2 separate regions of the Arabidopsis thaliana genome follow, and region 2 is linked to region 1. A link is a contact called in public capture Hi-C data. All regions are on one chromosome and are shown on one strand. The core of a region is the stretch at or near the end of the contact, and the rest is flanking DNA. Distances in the headings are between cores, read along the strand shown.

Evidence for each region. Capture Hi-C pulls out chosen DNA fragments and counts their contacts.
Region 2: a capture Hi-C map of seedling shows a contact between it and region 1, with 2.4 times the contacts expected there. The contact joins the promoter of AT2G19080 here to the promoter of AT2G17930 in region 1.

What each region holds. Positions count from the first base shown.
Region 1 is chr2:7,800,047-7,805,556 of TAIR10.1, forward strand. It overlaps AT2G17930 (Phosphatidylinositol 3- and 4-kinase family protein with FAT domain-containing protein), which reads right to left and starts at 2,558. Exons shown (of 35, transcript NM_127347.6): 1 at 2,127-2,558; 2 at 1,214-1,929; 3 at 925-1,050; 4 at 741-826; 5 at 460-568; 6 at 106-201. The coding sequence starts at 2,184. It overlaps AT2G17940 (WEB family protein (DUF827)), which reads left to right and starts at 2,779. Exons shown (of 2, transcript NM_127348.2): 1 at 2,779-2,969; 2 at 3,281-3,913. The coding sequence starts at 2,832. The coding sequence ends at 3,769.
Region 2 is chr2:8,259,886-8,265,854 of TAIR10.1, forward strand. AT2G19080 (metaxin-like protein) reads left to right here and starts at 2,815. Exons shown (of 6, transcript NM_127465.4): 1 at 2,815-3,092; 2 at 3,647-3,981; 3 at 4,084-4,160; 4 at 4,249-4,309; 5 at 4,420-4,564; 6 at 4,692-5,253. The coding sequence starts at 2,933. The coding sequence ends at 4,861. SHT (spermidine hydroxycinnamoyl transferase) reads right to left here and starts at 2,100. Exons shown (of 2, transcript NM_127464.2): 1 at 1,110-2,100; 2 at 153-691. The coding sequence starts at 2,073. The coding sequence ends at 300. AT2G19060 (SGNH hydrolase-type esterase superfamily protein) reads left to right here. Exons shown (of 5, transcript NM_127463.3): 5 at 1-660. AT2G19090 (DUF630 family protein (DUF630 and DUF632)) reads right to left here. Exons shown (of 4, transcript NM_127466.3): 4 at 5,089-5,969. The coding sequence ends at 5,293.

The sequences.
Region 1 (5,510 bases), core at 1,308-3,807:
AGTTTTGATTGAAGCTTAATTCAGAAAAAATAAATAAACTATATCCCTGTTTAAAGCAGTTTATCGAATTAAACAAGACAAGCACGGTAGAGAATATAGAATTACCAGATTCAGCATCAGTCGGGCACATGTTGTATGAATGCTAAGAGAGAGGGTAGAGTCGTGCATGTTTCTTGAAAATAGGTAGATAATCCGTGATAACTGTGACGTTGTTTATAGTTAATCAGAGGAATGTAAAGGAAATGCACTCATTAAGCTCGACAAAAAATAAGGGGAAAAAAAAATGACGTCAAAAAGGAAAGCCTAATGATGCAAAGAAAATTGATCAATATGTTACATTCCTAAAATTTTCCACACACAGTGCAATTGCGTATTGTAATGAAGTATTTTCACTTATAATGAATCCAGGCTATCACAATCAACGTTTAATACTGTTTAAAGTTCTGCATCAGTAAAAACCTGTGCGAGAGAAAGATCTCCGCGAACATGGTGAACAATCTCCGCGAGTAGGCTGTAAGCCAAAGGCCTCAAAGACTCAAAACATGCTCGCCCAGTTCCAACTAGAACCCTAACACAGAAGACAAAGAAGAATACCTGAAAAAAGTCAATACTTGTTTATAGATACTTCAACTAGATAAACTATATGCGGACAAAAGCTGTGCTTGATTTAACCAAACATCTCCTTTAGAAATATGAAAATTTTCGAAATTTTCGAATTTCAGATGCCTTAAGCCTCATACCTCTCATCTAAAAGAGTGTCAATCAGAGGAAATAAGCCTCTCTTGAAATCCGTCCCAAGCACATGCTTTAATGAGACTAAGAGTTCCTGCATTTTATGTAATGAAAAGTAAATCTTTAGCTGCACTCCCTTAACTGTGTCACCAGAGAAAACATACTGACGAAAAGGACCATAAGGTTTTCCACCTTTCTGATAGAAGCAGAATCTGAACACGTCACAAGCAAATTTACAATGCTTTTGCATATGCTTTCTTCATGCGGACGGATATATTCGGCGCAACTTTTTAGCAAATAAGTCAAAAAAGAAACCGTCTGCAAATGATCCGAAAACAAAAGTCAATATATCATGTCATCTCCCAGTTACAAACAATATAATTCAGATCAAACAATGAGTCGGTGTAGGCCTTGATATAATAATATTTCCAACAATGTAGAAAGCTTTGGTTCCCTTCCTTACGAAGAAACATTGTCTCACCTTAACCTGTGCACCTTTTAACTCTATGAACTGAGGCTTCAAATGTGAAGGGACATTCTCAGGTCCAGGGACAGATATAGCAGCAACCATCAGTGGAAGTAAATGAGGAATGTTGGTCTGAACGAGTCGGCTATACAGCTGGAAAAGGAACATAACAACAAGGGGGCTCTCTGTGATTATCTTGAATGACCGAGTACTCGGATTAAGCTGCACATTCCCGATAGGTGGGGTAGGGGTAAGGGACTGATCAGAAGACGTAGGCATCTCCATAGGCTTCACTTCTTCCATTTTAACATTATCGAAAAAATGGCTGACAGTGAATCTGAAAATCGAATAGATTTTGCAGACAAAGTCTAAAAACGGTTGAACCTCGTTTTCTAGCGTGGGCCTAAAATTCCTAAGAAGGTCAAAGATTATCCGAATGCAAATCAAACCGTTTTCTTCATTATCTGCGGTGAGCACCTGCATTGCAACCTTCAAGAGGTCCTGAACAAAGGGACGAAGAACCTCACTGTGTGGAAGACGATTGAGGATCTCAACCACAATGTTCCGCAGTTTGTGCTCCGGATTATCGATAAATTGCGGTTTAGTAATCTGTAGAAGAATAACTGAGAATGCTGGGAAGTAGCATTTTAAGAAATTCAAGTACTCTGCCGTATGTGCTATCTCTAGACTGTCCCTGACCTCCACCACCATCTCAAGCCTTGTTGGAATAGCTACACAAAACAATTTCAAAACAGATAAATTAACAAAAAAAACAAAAGAATTTTTGATTTCACAGTTAAAACTAAAACAAGAACTGAGTCGAAGTCAGACTATAATTCATACGAGAATCATGAAAATTCTCTCAAAATTCAAAATCAAAGGAAGCTGATTTGAGTTATATAGAGAGTGAAATCAATAGAGAAATTACGTAGGTCAAGATCCACGAGACGACGGGAGTGTTGCTCGAAATTCTGAATTGGACTCATGGTGAACAAAGAGCTGAGCGAAATAATTTACACGGCGGAGCTCTTTCGCCGATCACCGACGCGACGATCTCTAAACGCACCGTACAAGTGCCAGACTAGGTCAAAACAAGTGGAATTTTAGCGAAGGTTTTTTACAAAAGCTACTAAACTAGAGACAATTCTGGAGAGTTTCCCAGAATCGTTTGAACAAAGACTAACGAATTAGAGGAGGAAGACTATGGAAGATGATGCTTCTCTAAGCAATTTTCCCTCTCATTTTTGTTTCTCTGTGACGACTCTCTTTGAATAGTGAGTTCTGTGAACTCCGAGAGGATTCACGGGCGAGATCGCCGACTTGTACCGCCCAGTTTTATTGTTTCCTTAATGGGCCAAAATTTTCGGCCCAATATAATTTCAAGAGGCCTGTGTGCATTTTATTTTATTTTAGGAGAGGTGTTGTTATCAAGATGGTCACATTTAGCTAACGAATATTAATTAGACAGGAGCAAAAGCCATCATTATAATTTTTATTAACCAAATTCAAGTGTAGTGAACGCCAAGAATCTAACACCCTCCAAATTACTGTATAAGACACAAAAAGTAACACTAATTCTTGTGTGATGTAATATTGATGGAAGGTATACGCATAATTAATTAAGCAGATAGTAATGGAGAGAGGAAACGTTTGGAGAAGTGGTCGAGCGGAGATAGAGACAAAAGCAGCGTTTGGGTCGGTGAAAGAAGCGGTGGCCATGTTCGGAGAGAAAGTTTTAGCCGGAGAGATCTATGCAACTAGGCTTAGAGAGGTAACAATGTTCTATATTATCACAACGAAAATAAACAATGTTCAATACTTCAATATCATCACAAAGATTACTATTTTGAAATAATATTTTATATATACATAATATATACTGTATATATAAACTAATTAATATGTCAGATATATTTGTAACCATTTTCTATTGACTAGATATACAACACAACCAAATGAAAAAAAAAAAATATGTACACATACATTTATAGTTTTGAATGGGCATTGTATATATGAATAAATTGATACGTTCCGGCTCGTATAGTTTTTACTTTTTACATCACATGTCTTTGACGGTTTCAGATACGGACAAAGGAAACAAATTCAACTCCGAGTTCTCTATCAAGACTACCATCTCTAACACTCGAGCTTGAGCAGACAAAACAAACACTGACAAGAACACTACAACTAAACACCAGCCTCTCCAACAGAATCAAAACTCTAACACAAGAACTCGAACTTGGTAAGAAGGAGATACAACGGCTCAGCAGGACGAGGTCGAGTCGCCTAGACAATCCGGAGATTGAGGAACTCAAGTTCGTGGAACAGCATCAAACGATGACGTCTAATGATTTTGAAGAAGAGGTTGTGACGACGGAGGAGTTGGAAAAGAGGAGACTAGTGACATTCGCGAGCTCGCCTTTGCTGACACGTGTGATGTCAAGTGTCGGGGACGAAGAGGAGAGAAACAAGAAAGAGAAGGATTTTGAGAGAGATTGTTCGGTCAAGAAGACAAAATTAAAGAAGGGTTTTGCTCCGTTCATGGGATGGTTTAGAGCAACCCGTGGATGAGATTGATCTATATATCTCCAATAATGCGGTCATATTGATTATTATGATTTTAGATCGTTATATAATATAGTTAATGTGCATGATGCTATATATCAATCTCGTTCTAAGAGTTTGATGAATAATACTTACGTTAAAAATGAGTCTTGCATCTTGCAATGATCTAAGCTTGGTTCTTTACAATAATCTCTATAGATAAAAGTTTTACTTGTTATCACATTGAACATACTTTTGCGATTTTTATGTAGGTGTCGTCTCTAATCTTCAATTCTTGGGTTGTTGTACAGTCTTTATGATGTTAGGTTTATGTTTGCATCTAAAATTGAAACTCGGAGAAAGTAGAACGTGAGATATATATGATTTCAGAGCAAAATAAATAGATTTGTTACAAAATTAAAGTGTTGTGAATCCGACCATATACTAATTAAGCAACATGTTTCTCAACAAAAAAAAAAGTATTTTATGATATAAAGTAGCCGCACAGCGATTTCATATCGCTCTCTACCACAATAATTCAGTTTTAATTATAGAAAAAATAAAAAGTCTATTCATACAATTTTGGATTATCATCTAGTTCACCGTAATATTCACAAAACGGATATAAATTTGTATATAGGAACATTAAAAAAAATCAGCCAACAAAAAATGGCAAATGGACCAAACTGATCCAAACAAGTCTTTTAGGAAAATTTTCACATAAAGGGAATCATAGACCATGATGCTACACAAGCCTCACATCTTTGCTTCTTATAGGAATAACGTACTTTGAATCCTCAAAAAGCATCTAAAGATCTTCTCGGATCCGCAGAAAAAAACTCATATGTATATCCACTTGTAATATATATACATCACAAGTAAGTAACTCGTTAAGACACATCACTACATATGTCAGTGATCTAGACCATATGATAGGAACATATATACGTTCAAATACTTTATTCAAACAATTGGTAACTTGATTCATTCTCTCTCTCTCTCTCTCTCTGGGTTCAAAATGAAGGTGGGCAATTTGGTCAAGATATAGATGTGTAATTTGGTTATGTTTGAAGAATTTAAAAGCCTATTCGATTTTGAGATCTCCTTGATGTAGACTCCTTATTCTTCTTAAGGGTTTGGTTTCATGGTCTATATAAAGAGGGACTGATCACGTAAGCTTATCATAGAAAGAAAGAAATCAATTAGAGACGTCAAAGAAAATGAATTAGTAACATTGAGTTGGTATCTTGACCAGTTGAATCCTGACTATCCGAGATCAGTATTTGCAAAGAAAAAAGTAGAATCAAAATTGCGGAAAGAGGTTTACTAATTGTGATTTTCTGTCAAAAAAATACGGTAAAGCTAAAGCTCAGTATTGGTTTACCAAATCAAGAATTATTCTGTTCAAATGATCAGAGTTAAGGTACCTTAATACATGAAAAAAAAACAATATTGTTTTCACTCAATTACCCATTATAAAAATCATGTTAAATAATAGAAAATTTATTGTTATGCTTAATTATATTCCGTCGGTTAAAACAATATATGAATAAATAAAAATCATAGTCTAAATTTTTGAATTTAAACATTTAATCTTTTTTTTATAGATTTTAGTTAAATTATTTACGTTTTGGATATGTATTGTTTGAAACAGTTTTGTTTAATATAGTTTTATGTTTGGTGTTATATATATATATATATATATATATATATATATATATATATAATATACATTTTCAAAATGTTAGAAAAAAACTATTTTCCGTTT
Region 2 (5,969 bases), core at 1,565-4,064, 460 kb after region 1:
GCTAAATTGTAACAACATGCCATCATATTTCCATCATTGAGTTTTGTTATGGATTTGGCAAACAACCCAATCTAAGTCAAATTCATTGCATGCAAGATCATACTAAATGTTGTACTGGAGAAAGCACGATATTCTATAGCATTTTTTTTTGTTTAAATGTTAATTCCATTGTAGTAAGAACAATAATATATAGTTTAGAATCTGTTATTACAATTCAATAATCACTACAATATAAGTAGAATTCAAATGAAAGTGCATAAATATTTGTATACGTCATGTATATAAAAAACATATAAGGCCTAGATATCTTCATAAAAGTGTTTCTTGAAGGCCTCCATGTGAGCCACCTGTAGACACGTCGCGAGAATCACCGAGCCATCTTCGTTTTGATCCGGCAAGATCAGCGAGTCGCCGTCAAAGTCATGCGTGCCTGGTCCCGTGTAGAACTCTTTGCCCCATCCGAAATCAAGGCCGTACATTGGCAAAGTTAACCAGCTCACCACTCCAAGATTTGGGTTTCCGTAGAATGGACCTTCCGTGCTTCCCAAGGCATGTAGATCTTGAAACTTCTTCAGATCTTTTTGGTTCTTAAGATACTCTATCCCAATCATCACGTATTCGTTTGTTACATTCTTTATGGCTTTACTGATTAAACTCGCCGCGAAACCCAATTCATTCGATATCAGTTCACCTATATGCATAACAAAATTATCGAAACAGACTTTGCATTGTAGAATCAGTACGTACTAACCTACATTTACGTGGATGAAAAGCAACCAAGAAAAGTTTCATATATCCAAGTTCTTCAGATAATTTTAATTGTTCAGCAATAGTAGAAATTAATGATAATCCATCAGTTTCATAAAAGAGTCGTTTTGACGGTCTTTTGACACGAATTCTAAGATAAACAAATTACAATATTTTGTAATATTTTTGAATTGAAAAAAATTAATAAATAAATAATATATATAATTGGAATATAAAAGTAATGAACAAAATCATAATTTTTGTTTAGAGGACTAAATTAAATTTTGAAGAAGTGTATTCAAATTCACAAAACAAACAAAATTTCTATGGATAGTAATAGAAAAGAAAGAAAAAACACGTACCTGAGGTGCTTGCTGCGACCACGTCAAGAGTAGCATTGCCGAAGTAGCCGCGTGGCAGAGGTGGCTCCATCCGACTACGAGTATCTATACAGATTCCTAGAGCCGTTGGTTGCTCCGGAGAGTGGCCACGTGCTTTACACGCGCACCTCCACACGTGTCCGGTGACGGTCTCGTACCTTGTAAACCCTTTCGCCGGGTCAGAGTGTTTGCTTCCGTTGGCTTTACTTCGTAGCTTCTGCAGCTGAGATGTGCTCAGTGGTAGCATCACCACAATCGTTTTCTTCTTTCTCTCTTCTACATTGTCCGTTTCTCCGATCAAAAACGGTGGCTGATCAAACTCTTTGTGGTCGAACTTTGGGGGCGACACAAACGGTGGGAGCGGTTCACCAGCCCAGAGGATTTTCCGGTCTAGAAATGGAACGGTTTCTAACGGTTCACCGCGCGCGAGTCTTCCCCATTCCGATATTAAGTGAAGCGCGCTTTGGCCATCTACGATCGCGTGGGAAACGTTGACGCTAAGGCTTATTCCACCGCATTTGAATTTGGTTACCTGAGCTAAAAATAGAGGAATCGTTTCGATAGGGTTTTTATAGTTTACTTGCGGCATAAGATTCTCGAATTCCGGCGTAGGAGAGAAGTCTTTGAAATCCGAAAGCTTCCCCTCAGATTCCGCTTCAATGAATTCCACTCCCTCGGCGTTACAATTGAGCTCGAACCGTCCCCGAGGGAGCCATCTGAGACGGCCAGCCATAGGGTAAAAATGGACTAGCACACGGCTCAACGAGGTTTTTAGGATTTCGACTACATTGCCTTGGAAAGATTCAGATGGCTTGTCGTAAAAGTAAAGGGTGGGAATGTGAGTAATTGTACCAACTTGATCCCACTCGGCTAAGGGAAACCTACCGCTCCACGTTGGTTCGGCCGGTACTATAGTGTAAGATTTTCTAAAAGTTATGGGAGCCATAACACAAACCCCCTTTCTTTTTCTCTTCTCTTTTTGAAGTTCGTGCTAAAGTAATGTTTATATAGTACACAGAATCATATGGATTCAACGAATTTTTCTTGCTGTTAGTCAAAATTCAAAAATGTTTTTCTCGTGGTTTAGTTTGTTTCCTTCGAAGCAGCTTAATTAGTGGAAGTGAGAATAAGGTTTAGTTTTGTTGGTTGTATATGATCACGCGTATTACCCTTCTTCTCTATTTTGTTCACATTGTGGATGAATATATATTTCCACGAAAAAATGAAAAAAAACGAGGTAAGAACATATAACATAAAATTCATATCACTATTAGGGAATGTGTTATACTTTTTTATGCAAGTATATTCCAAAGTATAAATTCTAAACTAAATCCTTAAGTATATATCATAAACTCTAAAAAGAAATGGTAAATCCAAAATACTAACTTCATAGCATTAAATTCAAAAGCCCACATCGCCAGTTTTGATTATATCTTCTGAATTTAAGTTGAGTTTATTTTTATAAAGTCATCTTGAAGAAAAAAAATGTGGATGATGTATTTTACACTGTTACACAGTAATTTTAGTTTTTACAAACTAACAAAAAGGAGAAAACAATTCCACTTTCTCCGAGTCTCCTCCTCCAGTAGTTTTGTCTTAATGGGTAATTTGTGGGCCTTTTAAAGCCCAAAATGAGTTATCGTATTAATAAACCCTAGTTTTAAACCCGACCGACTAAACCTTAACCCAGACCCGGACTCGACTGGATCTTCTCTTCTCGCCCCATCTCTCTCTATCGACGATCGAACTTACTTGAGTACTTCTTCTTCTTTTGACCAGAGCTCTCACACATACGAGTCACTATAATGGAAGGCGATCAAGAGACGAATGTTTATACTTTGGTGGCAAGGAAGCCTTCCTTCGATCTCCCAACAGCTTGCCCTAATTGTCTTCCTGCTTATATATACCTGAAATTAGCCCAGCTACCTTTTGAACTTGCGTTCAATTCAACCTTCCCTGATTCAGGTTTGCTTCTGTTTTGATTCCTCGCTTCGTATTTTGGTTGTTGTTAGATTAAGGTTTTGGTTGCGTGATGTGTATCTGTTGGAAGTGAACATTGTTAATTCTATTAGCTTGAATTGAGATTCGAATCCTAGACAAGATAATTTTGAGTTCTGGATTCGAATTCGTACTATTAAGATCCTGCTCTTAGGTTAATCAGAGTTTAGATAGGGTTTTTAGGCAATAGTAATTCAATTTTGAGGTGTATATATGCATTGGTGAATTTTTCTGGATAGGAAGTGTTCATCATAATTTCTTGTTATAGCTTTGGTTGAATTCCTCGTTATCGTAATTGTTAATTCGAAGAGAATGATGATGTTTCATACTTGTTCAGAAGAAATTAGTTGTTTGATTTAGCTATTGAGTTTGTATATTAACAATATCTTCAGAATTTCTATGTTATGTTTGATAATATCTCTAGACACTTCGTAATCCTTTGTTCACGGATTTACAAATTTGTGCATTCAATATTTATAAGCTTGTGTATTGACAATGTTAATCATTTGTTTTTAATATAGATGAACTGCCGTACTTTGAAAGTGATACATATGTTGCATATAACAATGAAGATGGAGGAGTAATTGAAAAACTGAAGAAAGATGGGATTGTTAATCTGGACTCTCAGCTACAGTCTCTTTCGGATTATTTATCTTTGAAGGCTCTTATTGTGTCTTGGCTAGAAGAAGCGCTTACCTATGAGATATGGGTTGGTACCGAGGGGATATCTACATCGAAAATCTACTATTCAGATCTTCCTTGGGTGATCAGCAAGGTCCTGTTTTATAAGCAGACATACTTGGCAAAGAACCGTTTAGGAATCACCAAAGAGAACGCAGAGCAAAGAGAAAAACAGGTCGGGTTTGTTTAAGTTTTGTTGTTACTTTAGAAGACCTGTGGTTTATATTTGTGAGCATTTGAACTAGTTATTAAAGTTCATAGTCTTAAATGTGAACAGATATACAAGAGAGCAAGTGAGGCATATGAAGCTTTGTCGACTAGGTTAGGTGAGCAGAAGTTTCTCTTTGAAGACAGGTATTGCAATCACATTCCGGAACTGGATTCTTTCCCTTAAGCCTTTTTGTAAAAGATTGACAATGTTTATATTATTCTCTTCCCACAGGCCATCGAGTTTGGATGCTTTCTTACTCTCGCACATACTTTTTATAATCCAAGCGTTACCAGTGAGCAGCTTTAAATTTCACCAATATATTTCTCAGTTATGGGTTTATCAGGTTGAATTTAGCCTTAGAACTATTTAGATGAAGTAGTTTTCTTAATGGTGCATGATCAGGTTACATCAGTGCTTCGGTGCAAACTTCTGGAACATAGTAATCTTGTGCGATATGCTGAGAAACTTAAGTCAGAGTTCCTTGAAGCCTCTTCTTCATCTCCTTCACCTCCACTTCACTCATTCCCTTCCTCATTTCCAAGAAAGAGTAAGACACATCTAACCTTCAACGTCCATATCATATATATTTCATCATATTATATATCTGTCATATATGCAACATTCATTGGATATGTTTAAGCCTGTGAAGGAAGTGAATTTCATCTTTTGTTCAGGTTCGAAGCCAAAGAGCAAACCAAAGGTAGAAAAGACCGAAGAGGAGAAAAAATTTAAGAAAAGAGCAAGGTTCTTTCTAGCTGCTCAGTTTCTAGCTGTCGTCATTTACGTATCAGTGATGGGAGGAGGTAGTTCTGATGAACTGGAGTATGAAGATGAAGATGACTAAACTAAAGCTTTTCTTATTAAATGGACCGGTAACTCTCAGGCGAACTCTCTGAGACTAAGATAAAAACATAACCAGTAATCTCTACGCTTTTTTCTTCTTGAACTCTTAGTTATGGAGAGGATACAGATGTGAGATTTAGTCACATTATAATGGTTTTCGACTTTTCGTTCTGAAGGAGAGCTTTTGGCTTTTATATAAATTTCATTGGTTTTTAAGGCACATCATGGGAACCGATTCACCGGATAAAATACCGAGGAACATTAGAAGACTCTTGGTACACATCCTCAGAATCAACTGAACTAACTCTATTTGTCTTACTAAATAATACAAATCTCATCCATCTAAGAAACTATCTTCTGATAGCAAAAGATGATGCCAAAAACCTACCTAATTCTAAACTCTCTAAAACCAAACAAAATTAATAACAAGTACTAGGAATTGAAATTTACATCCGGGGGCTGCTGCTCCGACGCATCGTCTGCTGGTTGGCTAACAAGCTTCGAGTGTTCATCGGCCGAGTTGATGGAAAACTCAGCTAGTGAACTAACTGCAACAGACATTCCATGGCAGAGAACCTTCACAGCAACCTCTGCAAGTTTCTCAGCAGTCATCACAACATCTTCTTCTCCCTTATCAGCCACTACAAGCTCCATGCTTTCTGACCCGGAGTATCTCCTTGACCCGCTTCCACTCCAGTTTGGATCTTCCCTAACTTGCCTTGCATATATTGAACCCATCCCTGAGGCAAAGAACTCAAGTTTGTCCAAAACTGGTTTTTCATTCAAGCTGTTAAGCAACCTTGACCATTGAATGCAGACTCGGTATATCGGGTGAAGACATGAGGATAATCTAACTTTTTCGGGGTCAGGATCACATCTGAAACATCTTAGAAGCCAACCAGATAATGCTTTCATGTAGGATCTCTGAGAGGTGATCCAGAATTCAAAACAGGTTCTCCAGTTTCGAAGCTGAGCTTCAAGATTCAAAGCAGATTGAGCTAATCTTTGAGAGTTAATAGCCTCTGGCATTATTGGAGGTTGTCTCTTCTTGTGACGCTTTGAAACCGGTGTGCCTGCAAGTAACAGTTTGGCTTCGTCTAGTGTTCGTT